2 separate regions of the Zea mays genome follow, and region 1 is linked to region 2. Evidence: chromatin contacts called from public Hi-C data. All regions are on one chromosome and are shown on one strand. Each heading gives the region's core, a stretch centred on a gene start, on an enhancer-like site or on the middle of the called end of the contact. The rest is flanking DNA. Distances are from core to core; before and after follow the strand shown. Region 1 holds the start of LOC103653048 (nuclear transcription factor Y subunit B-11). Region 2 holds the start of LOC100272774.

Evidence for each region. Hi-C and Micro-C count contacts between places; a contact is called where the count stands out from the background.
Region 1: a Hi-C map of leaf shows a contact between it and region 2, with 6 times the contacts expected there. The contact joins the promoter of LOC103653048 here to the promoter of LOC100272774 in region 2. A contact is called at or near these places in 9 of 25 Hi-C or Micro-C datasets (bundle sheath, ear, leaf and 3 more) and 1 of 3 datasets of contacts at active chromatin or transcription factors (leaf).

Annotation. Positions count from the first base shown.
Region 1 is chr4:32,361,677-32,367,059 of Zm-B73-REFERENCE-NAM-5.0, forward strand. It overlaps LOC103653048 (nuclear transcription factor Y subunit B-11), which reads left to right and starts at 2,679. Exons shown (of 1, transcript XM_008680022.4): 1 at 2,679-3,911. The coding sequence starts at 2,856. The coding sequence ends at 3,635.
Region 2 is chr4:32,119,248-32,124,423 of Zm-B73-REFERENCE-NAM-5.0, forward strand. It overlaps LOC100272774, which reads left to right and starts at 1,848. Exons shown (of 6, transcript NM_001147227.1): 1 at 1,848-1,946; 2 at 2,067-2,199; 3 at 2,339-2,442; 4 at 3,212-3,544; 5 at 3,635-3,775; 6 at 3,858-5,007. The coding sequence starts at 3,464. The coding sequence ends at 4,787. TRNAW-CCA (transfer RNA tryptophan (anticodon CCA)) reads right to left here and starts at 331; the gene lies at 260-331.

The DNA.
Region 1 (5,383 bases), core at 1,429-3,928, 240 kb after region 2:
CATCGTCTTTGGTTATGGAGCTAGCTAGCTAGTAGTCCCCTTTTAAAATTTTTGGTAAAAATGGGGGGTGATGTGCATCTGTTCCGCTAGTAGTGTGATGCCCTTGCCGCCATTGGTCTAGGAACCTCAAAGACCATCTTGGTGAGATGTCTTTGCATCGCTTGAGGTGACACGGGCAGTGGCTGGCCAGGCTGTGGAGTATGCCGTGCCATTGCATGCTATCACAAGGAATATTATATTTTGGTGGTGCACTACCGGACACAGCTCCTTTGCCGTGTGTCTTAGACACTCGGCAAAGGCTATTTTACACTCGGTAAAGACTTTGCCGAGTGTAACACTCGGCAAAGAACGCTCGGCGAACTATACATCGGCAGCGGTCTCTTTGCCGAGTACTTTTTGTCGGGCACTCGGCAAAGAAAAGTCACCGTCACGGCGCCAAGTGACGGTGACGGATCCTTTGCCGAGTGTCTTCTTTAGCACTCGTCAAAGAGGCCAATTTTGCCGAGTGTCTGCTATCACGGCCCTCGGCAAAGAAGGGTCCAGTGGGCCCCACCGCCAGTTCCTGTGCCGAGTGTCTAGTGGACCGGTACTCGGCAAAGAATCCTCCAGTGGGCCCCTTTGCCAGTCCCTTTGTCGAGTGCCTTGGCAACAGCACTTGGCAAAGATAGCTTTGCCGGTTCCCAGGTTTCCTTCTTGCCGAGTGCCATGGTCAGCACTCGGCAAAGATAGCTTTACCGGTTCCCAGGTTCCCAGGTTTCCACTGTCTTCATCTATATACTAGCTTGGTCTCCATATATGTGTGGGTCGATTAGTGTATATATATATGCGATAGATGGAAGCACCGGGTAATTATTGTCTCGGTTTTCGGCTCAGATTTTAGTACTTAGTACAGCGAGCTCATTCACACGCATTATCGCTTCACTATACTCACTCCGTTTCAATTTATAATTCTTTTGATTTTTTAAACATAAATTTAGTTTGATAGGCTTATCTTATTAAAAAATCATATTTATTACTAATTTTTATTATGATATTATCTAGCATATATAATATAATTTAAGTATGCCATTGAATTTTTTATTTTTTATTTAAAAAATATTGATTAAGACGATCCGATCAAACTTAACACAAAAAAGTCAAACGAATTATATTTTGCGACAAATGGGGGAGTATTACATTGAAGAAATGACGACTAGCCATGTGCATAAAACCATATTATATTTAGGATTTGTGCTCACTGAGGTTTGAATAGATAGTTCTACGGTGTAAAAACAAGCATAGTCCTTGATTGCTTTCAAATTAAGGCGGGAATTTATTTTCAAACTTTTCGGTAACGGAGGGAAATCTAGCTTGGTTGGGATTAGTTCTATTAGAACACTTTTTTTAAAAAAAGCCAATCCACTCTCTAAACTATTCCAATTTTTGGAATAATTAGACATAGAATCCCCTAAACAAAGGGACATATATAATAATAAGGAACATTAAGATAAATAAAAATAAAATCTTATTTTCTTATTAGTGTTTAATAATATCCTTTTTTGAGTAGGTTATTTCATAGTATTGTTTTTTGCTTATTGAATATTGCATTTTTGCAATTCATTGATATTGCAATAATTTATATTGAAAAGATGATAGCTAATTTATTGGCTAATTCAAATTAGTATGTAGAATTCGTATAATTATGACTGTTGAAGCCTTAAATTCAAGTCTTTTGGCTTTCTAAGGTTAGAGGAGGAAAAGAATGAAGGTGTGGGCGGGAAGGAGAAGGCAAGGCCCCCTCAATGTGTATTCGACTACTCATTACGAAACCACCGATTGATCCGATTAGACTTCCCGTTGGGTAGCACGGGGAACTTGCTGAATCAACTCCTTGGAATCGGAGGCCTGACTGAGGGTCAATCCTATGGTAACTTCAACCTAGGAATGCCTGTTTCACTTCCTTGACAGCGCCAACTGAGATGCTCTGTCTCGATGTTGACCTAACATGGATTGATTAGAAATTCTGAAGGGTCTCATCCTGATCTCGCAAAGGATCAGCAATAGCTGTGTGTACTTGAGGACTCTTAGGGAAAGAAAAGTTTTGAATAAAAATGCTCTCTATATGGTCCAATCCTTCGGTAGCTTCACTATATCTTATAGGTCGTAAACCTAATCTAGAGAACCAATCCCGCTCTTTATATTTGGGCTAGCGAGAAATTCATAAAAGGGGATAACTATATTTGGAGATCTAATTAATGAAGCTATTTGAGTTACTTTTTCACACACAAAAAAATCTATATTCCTCTCAATTAGAAAGGATACAAAGAGGATTTTGAAATTGCTCTTAGTTCAACCATGAAACTTGTTTTTAAATCAAGTAGTTAATAAGTTTCATTTGTTACAAGTGAAATCCTTGTAAATCTATATAAATATATATGTGCTCTAAACAACAATTAGTTCACTACCGTGGACACCACATAGGAGTACTTTTTTACTTCACTTATTGGCTATGAGGGAAGCAGATCCTCTACGCTGCAATTGGGCCACTGACATGTGGGACCAGGTCTAGATTGGACCCACACATCAATGACCGAAATGCAGAAGAGGGTCTCGTTGCCACTGTAAGCTATCTCCTAGAGTTCAGAGCAGGGCAAGAATCTTGCAATGCTCACATGAACATAATATAATCGTTGTGTTAGCTATGCGTCGGCATCACTACCGTCCTCCCACTGGCATCTCCCGTCTACTATTTTGGGACGAACAGAACAGAGACACTAGCTAACTAGCTTATTAGCTTGCTCCCCTCCTTCCTTTCAAGCTTTAAAAGGAGACCATCTCTTGCACCACCTCTTCATCCATCCGGCCAAGCAAGGGGCATGAAGAACAGGAAGGGCTACGGGCACCAGGGCCACCTGCTGAGCCCCGTGGGCAGCCCGCTGTCGGACAACGAGTCCGGCGCCGCGGCAGCGGCCGGCGGCGGCGGGTGCGGGAGCAGCGTGGGGTACTGCGGCGGCGGCGGCGGTGAGTCGCCGGCCAAGGAGCAAGACCGGTTCCTGCCGATCGCCAACGTGTCGCGCATCATGAAGCGCTCCCTGCCGGCGAACGCCAAGATCTCCAAGGAGGCCAAGGAGACGGTGCAGGAGTGCGTGTCCGAGTTCATCAGCTTCGTCACGGGGGAGGCCTCCGACAAGTGCCAGCGCGAGAAGCGCAAGACCATCAACGGCGACGACCTGCTCTGGGCCATGACCACGCTCGGCTTCGAGGCCTACGTCGCCCCGCTCAAGTCCTACCTCAACCGCTACCGCGAGGCCGAGGGCGAGAAGGCCGCCGTGCTCGGCGGCGGCGCGCGCCACGGCGAAGGCGGCGGCGCGGCGGACGACGCCGGCCCACTCGCCGCGGGCGGCGGGGCCGGGGACGGTGTCGACCGCGCGGGCCACGACGACGACGCGCACGTCGGGCTCATGATGGGAGCCAGCAGCGTCGGGTTCGGCTCTGGCGGCGGGGCGGCGCCGTCGTACTACGCGGCGGCATCACGGAAGGCGTACGGCGCGGGGGAAGGGTCCAAGGTGATGGAGTTCGAAGGCGAGGAGGAGAACGGCGGCGTGCAGAGGGGGAGGGGATTTGCCAGCCACCTCCACGGCGCCGTGCAATGGTGAACCAGGTGAAGGGCGGCGTAGCTATAACTAGGTGCGACGAGAAACGATATTTGCATGGTGCTGGTCTGCTGGTGACTAAATTTGCGTGCGTACGTTACGTACTAGTAATTGATTGCAGTTTCTGCTCTCCGTCAAACGTTTTAATGAGATTTATTTGAATTTAAACTCAAATGTTTCTATTGACCCTGGAAGAATTTCGGGTAGTTGTGCATCGTTATTGACCTCTTGTTCAACGAGGTAAACTGATTTGATGAAGAGTGAAATATGAAGTACGTAGACTCACTGTACACAAGTAACACAACATGCATTTATTATTATATAGACATACAGAATCGCCCAAATTAGCTGAGGAAATGCGAGTTGTACGCGTCCATGTGCCCCGCGACACGGACGGACGGCTGGACCGCTGGACGCCGCCGCGCGCCGGCACTGCCCTTCCCTTGAACGAGAACCACCTGCCCGTCGTGGTTCATGGTGACCACGGAGGGAGAAGTTGTCGGACTGGTGTTTGGAGCACACGAAGGACACCTACCGCCACCGCCACGAAGCTGGGCGGCGCGACGGCGTCCTGCGCGCCCGAGAGCTTGGCGAAGCGCTCCTTCAGGCGCCACAATTGTGACGCCGAAACCCCATGGCGGCCTGCAAATGGCGCACCGCGCACCGTAGGCAGGAAATCAAACATAACGCAAGTGCTGAGCCATGGCGCGCGGCCTGCAAACGGGCTCGCTGTCTCAAATTAAAATTTGTATGTGATTTATATATGTGTCTATATTCGTCATTATTTATTTGGATATACACATACAAAACTATGAGTTAAAATAAATATTATTTTGGGACAGGGGAAGTATATAATATATAAAAAAAACAAGAAAACAGAGAGAGAGAAAAAGAGATGTTCTGCAATGGGCCTAGTAGATGTGCTGATTAATGGGTTGCTGAGCGTGCCTTACGGGTCCATCTCCAATCTCCATGATGGGCCACTTGCAAACTTATCATTAAGAATAAAACAAAACGAATAATTCCTGTAAAATAGTTTGTGTTCAAATAATAAAAAGCATAGAACTTATATAGAAATGTTTTTTTCCCACGACATTTCCACTGTCCATTTAAACAAAATCTTTGGAATGTTGACAGTGAAAACTATTTTCACCAACGGTTGCCAACCATATATATATGTGAAAATATTTACACTGCAACCATCTCTGTAAAAGACACATGTCTACACTAATAACCTCAACATCAATTTCTTCATATCTTCTGTTGGTGGTGGAAGCTATAACTATTTAGCCAACAACAATCCTAACATTAGGTTAAGTTTTGAACCCAAAGAAGAGGTGCACATTTGTCATCAAGTTTGTAAAAACAAAGCAGGCACCCACATCTTAATATTTTACTTACTGTATGTATATATACAGATCCTACAAAGAAACATGATTACCTAGGAGGAAGTACTCCATCCATTTTAAACCGACGTTACTATATCTTTTACTTTGTATTTAGATGTAATATATGTCTAGGTGCATAGAGAAAAACTATATACTTAGAAGAATCGAAACGACTTATAATTTGAATTCTCACAATTTATAATGAAACAAAGCTAACGTGTGCTTCGGAGGAATTCGAACTTTGTGTGGGAATGTGCACTCACCACAATAGCCAGCTACTGCAAATATTATCGAATATTATTATTGCCATCGTGTAATGACACCAGGTACCGTAGGTTACCCGAGAAGATTGGGGAGTGAGGC
Region 2 (5,176 bases), core at 598-3,097:
TTAGACTTTTTTGTGATATTTACATTGTTGTATGCTTTGATGCTTTGATTTTATATCATTTTAGTTCTATATTGGTTGTTGGCAAAAAAAAGATATTGAAGTTAGTGATAATATGTGTTGTTTATTTATATAATCTTTGTGTTTTAACATTTTTATCAAATAATTCATATGCCGTTGCATCGTACGGGCATCTGAGCATTAAATAGTAGAAAGAAGCGCAAAATAATAATAATAAAAAACTGGACTTAATTCAGGGATTTGAACCCGACGTGAATCGAACACGCAACCTTCTGATCTGGAGTCAGACGCGCTACCATTGCGCCACGGATCCGGTTGATTCCTAAATGCCGAATCAAATGTTATGTATGTTATTGTAGTAGACCACAATGTAATCTATAATTCAATTGGAGTTCGAGCATTACGGGTTTAATTTAATCCCTACGCTCCAAAGTGCAATCTGTTTTAGTTTGTTATTATAAGTAAACTTCTCTAGTCTGTTACTTTTTTATTAAAAAAGGTACACAGTTAAGTATTAAGTACAACAAAAGATTAGCTACATCACATCTCATGGGCTGGGTTTTTTTTAGATAAAAACAAAAATGGCGTGCATTTCAGAATGAAGAGAGTAGTATTATAGTTGAGCTCAAAACACAGTTTGTGAGTTGCACGTAACCCTAAGGCTTCCTTGTTAGCATTCTGGTCCTCGTCTCTGATGCTAGGATCGAAGAACGCAGTTGGCGTCAAATCCATCATTTGGCGCAAAGGAGGCATCGTCGCGGATGGGTCTCGGTATCACCCAACCAATCATACACGCTACGAGAACTAGTATAGGTCAATCCTAGACGTCCGATCCAGAGATCCAATAAGTCCATGTTTGAATCCTCTAATCGATTGCGAGTGGCTAATAATTAACGGGCAAATAATTAGTCGTGATATGTTTGAAGTCTTATCTAATAGATGACTAAACATACTAAATAGTTAGTTTTTACCTTGCACGGCAAACAATTGGTCATGAGAAAAAACAAATAAACTGGCAAGAGTATGGATCGTATTCTTCTTTTTATTATGGTCTATTAGCATATATTAACAAGATTAAATGTCTATTTAGCTTGCTATCTAATTTGCCATACTTTGTCTAGTTTTTTTGACTAAGTTTAGTTCTTAAATTTGAATGACTAACCTTAGGCAAAGAGAGGTATGGTTAGCCATAAATCAATTAGATCTTAAATGACTAATAGATAAACAATTTGTTAGATCTCTAGCTAATAATTTATTTATTTATTAGCTAGTCTGTTTGGAGGGAGATGCTAAAACTAATCGGCAAATTGTTTGTGTCAAGGACGAAGCTACCTGGTTAGTTGTGGATACACATGCATCCTCCACAGTCCAAAATTCAGTTACAATAATCAAAATTTCACTATATAAGCATTCCACATATCTTATGCACCCATAAGAGAGTTGCACTCTCTGCTCTAGCTTCGCCGCTGATTTGTGTGATGCATCCAAACTATAGTTTCCTTTGGAGCGAAGCAAACCGACGTCTCCCGCAGGGCCAAGTTGTCTGCGATAGCAAACAGCGAAACCCGTCGTCAGCGCAAACCGCGACGTTAACCAACCCCTAAGTATCCCTGTCAGCCGTACACGTGTCCCAATCGAACGGCTGGGCTCCCTCGTCAGCGTAGCAGGTGCCGCCCGTCCCGTCGACCGACCTGACGGACGTCGCCGCAAGCGCCCGGCTGGGCTTCACCTCTCCACCCCATCGCTCACCACTCCCCCCTTCGTCTCCAACCAGATCGCCCCCCGCCGCATAAATCCCCCGCTGACACCCGATCGAGCAAACCCTCGCTTACCTCCCGTCACGTCGCGTCCGAACGGCGACGCTGCGCCGTGATGGACGCCTTCTTCGGCAAGGGCGGCGGCGGCGGCGGCTTCCGCGGCGCCAAGTGGTACGCGCGGGCGTTTCTTTTTTTTTCCGGGGATGTTCTCGGAAGGGGCGGGAAGCTTTGGTCCGCGTTGGTTAGTTCTGGTTTCTGATGTCGTGTGTCGGTGTGTGCGTGCGTGCGCAGCAAGACGCTGCTGAAGCTGTCGATCCCGCGGATAAAGCTGCTGCGGAACCGGCGGGAGCTGCAGCTGCGCCAGATGCGCCGGGACATCGCCAAGCTTCTCGAGGCCGGCCAGGAGGCCACCGCGCGGATCAGGGTACGTACGCTCCTCGCTGTCAGGGGATATGCATATGCTTAGATCAGGGTAGAGCTGGCCGGGTGGGCGAGGTGAGGACTGGGTCGGGGGCTTTTTTTTTGGCTTGGCTGATTGGAAGCTGCGGCTGCGGCGGATGCAGGTGGAGCACATCATCCGGGAGGAGAACATGATGGCCGCGCAGGAGATCCTCGAGCTCTTCTGCGAGCTCATCGCTGTGCGCCTGCCCATCATCGAGACCCAAAGGTTCGCCCCTCTGGCCCTCTATCTGACTTCAATTTTACAGCCTGTAATTGCGATCACTGTTTGCTTGTTCATGAGGCCACGGCCCACGGGTGTGCTTTGTTGCCCCTGGATATGGCAAACTGTGCTGGACCACCAGCTCCCTTGAGGCCTTGAGATTTCCAGTAACTGGTTTTTATAGCGAACATAACCTTGCTTGACTGCTATAGTGGACTATGGCTGTGTTTGTTCCATTCCAATGTGTTCTTAGCAGAGACTTGGACCCTAAAGATAACCATTACTTTAAGGGTGTTTCGTTCCAGCGACTAAAGTTCAGTATATGTCATATCGAATGTTAAATATGAGTATTAAATATAGTCTAATTATAAAAATAACTATATAGATGAAGACTAAATAATAAGACACAAATTTTAATCCTAATTAATCTATGATTAGCAAATGTTTACTGTAGCATCACATTAGCGAATCATTGACTAATTAGGTTTAATAGATTTGTCTTGTCGTTAAGTTTTTATCTATATAATTAGTTTTTTGATTAAATTATATTTAATACTTATAACTAGCATCTAAACATTCGATGTGATAGGTGCTAAAATTTAGCATAGGGAAACGAACGGGCCCAATATGTCCATTTGGCAACAGGGACAAGTTATCTTCGTTCTTATACCCTCTGCATTCTTACATTCCTTATTTGTTTGAAGACATAACCATTGTAATCCCAACTCCAAGGATGTTACTGATGATATTTTCTTTGCTGCTGCCTTTTTTATAGGGCGTATTATCTTGAAGTATAAAGCAGGGATCCTGAATCCTGCTCGTGAATACAAATGGGCTATAGTTGATAAAATTGATTAACTGTTTTGTGACTAAAAATTCTGCAAGAGATGCAGATAAGTCTGACTGAATTGTGTTTCCTTGTTTTGTTGGCTTCAGGGAGTGTCCTATTGATCTCAAAGAAGCAATATCAAGTATCTGTTTCGCTGCTCCAAGATGTGCAGATCTACCTGAACTGATACAAGTTCAAATGATGTTTGCAACTAAATATGGGAAGGAATTTGTCGCTGCAGCTTCAGAGTTGATGCCTGATTGCGGGGTCAATCGTCAGGTTATATGACACTTTGAATTCGAACTGGTTTAACCTTGTTTTCAGGTTGTTTTGGATGTTTGTAACACATCAGAATTAATGCTTCTGCAGATAATTGAACTACTTTCTATTCGTCCTCCTCCTGTCCATGCAAAGTTGAAACTGCTGAAGGAGATAGCTGAGGAACATGAAGTTGACTGGGATCCATCAGAGACAGAGATAGAATTTCTCAAACCTCATGAAGATCTATTGGTAAATATATATACGGATTTGTGACTAACATGGTTAGTTCAATGATTCAAATCTTACTTGATACTATGTTTTCCCTTCTTAGAATGGCCCGACCTACTTCAACGGCTCCACACTACCTCTTCCCAAGGAGAAACACGAGGAAACAGTAGCGGCAAGTGCTGCCGAGCGGCCTGACAAAGACTGCGAGTCAGATACCGGTCTTGACTCACTGGATTTTCCTGAAGTCCCAAAAGCAGCAATACGTCCACCTTCTAACACACCATTGACCCCAGATATTGGTCCCCATGCTCCGGGCTCTCAGCCGCTTCCTCGTGAGTTCTCAGACCGTACTAACTTGGAGGAGAATCCAACAGCTGGCGGCGCTTTTAATGTTATTCAGATGAAAAGCCTGGAACATCTTATCTCTGCACCATCTGCTCAGCCAAACACACCAGATTTGCCAGATGAAAAGAAGCAATTTATTCCTTTTGCATCTCCACCGCCAGTTGTTGCTACTCCATTGGAAAAAACTGAGACAGTTCCCTCACCTTCAATGTCTCCTCCAGTGAAGCCAACAGAGCCAAAAATCTCCACAAAGCGGGTTGATGAATTGGCCACACCTCCAGTACCTCCCACTGATTATACGTTCACAAAACAACCAGAACAAGTACGGCCAATCTCTTCCGAGAGTGAGGCAAGTATCGACTTGGACGATGTACTATCTGCTGCTCAGACAGCTGCTGAATCAGCGGAGCGAGCTGCGTCCGCAGCCCGCGCCGCTGCGAACCTTGTGCAGCTACGCATTGCAGACCTAAAGAAGAATTCAAGGGTCTATAACAAGTACACCGACAGTGCTCAAAAGGAAAGCCCTCATCAGGCCGAGGGTACACAGAAACCAGTATTTGATCACCAGGACTCCTTCACCAACGAGACACAGGACTATGTGCCGTCTCATGTGCCGCAGAGGTCGCCGTCTCTGGAGGACGATCCGTATTTCTCCTACCCCAACTTGTTCTCGGCGCCAAAACCTTGAAGGCGGAAACTAGTGGCCTGTAACTGCTAGTAGTAGTCCTATTATGTCTTGGTCTTCGCTGTTGCCTCGGAATTTCTGTGTGTTGCTGAGTTTGGTACATAACGGTACAAAAGGAGACTACTGGGTTATTACTTGGCTACGAAACCTGTCTAGTTTGAGTCTCTGTAAACTGTACATGTACGGTGTCTGTATCAGTTTTCTGAAACATTTCTGCAGTTCTACACGTAAGTAATGCCAGATCATCTAGTTTGGTTGGGCTGGGCCCAAAACAACATCTTGTAATTTGGAATGGACTTGGAATAAAGGAAGTACCTGGAGATCAACACAACAAAGACTATCCAGGTAGGTTAGTTTCCCATGGGTAAAACTAGAGAGGGTCTGCCAATCGG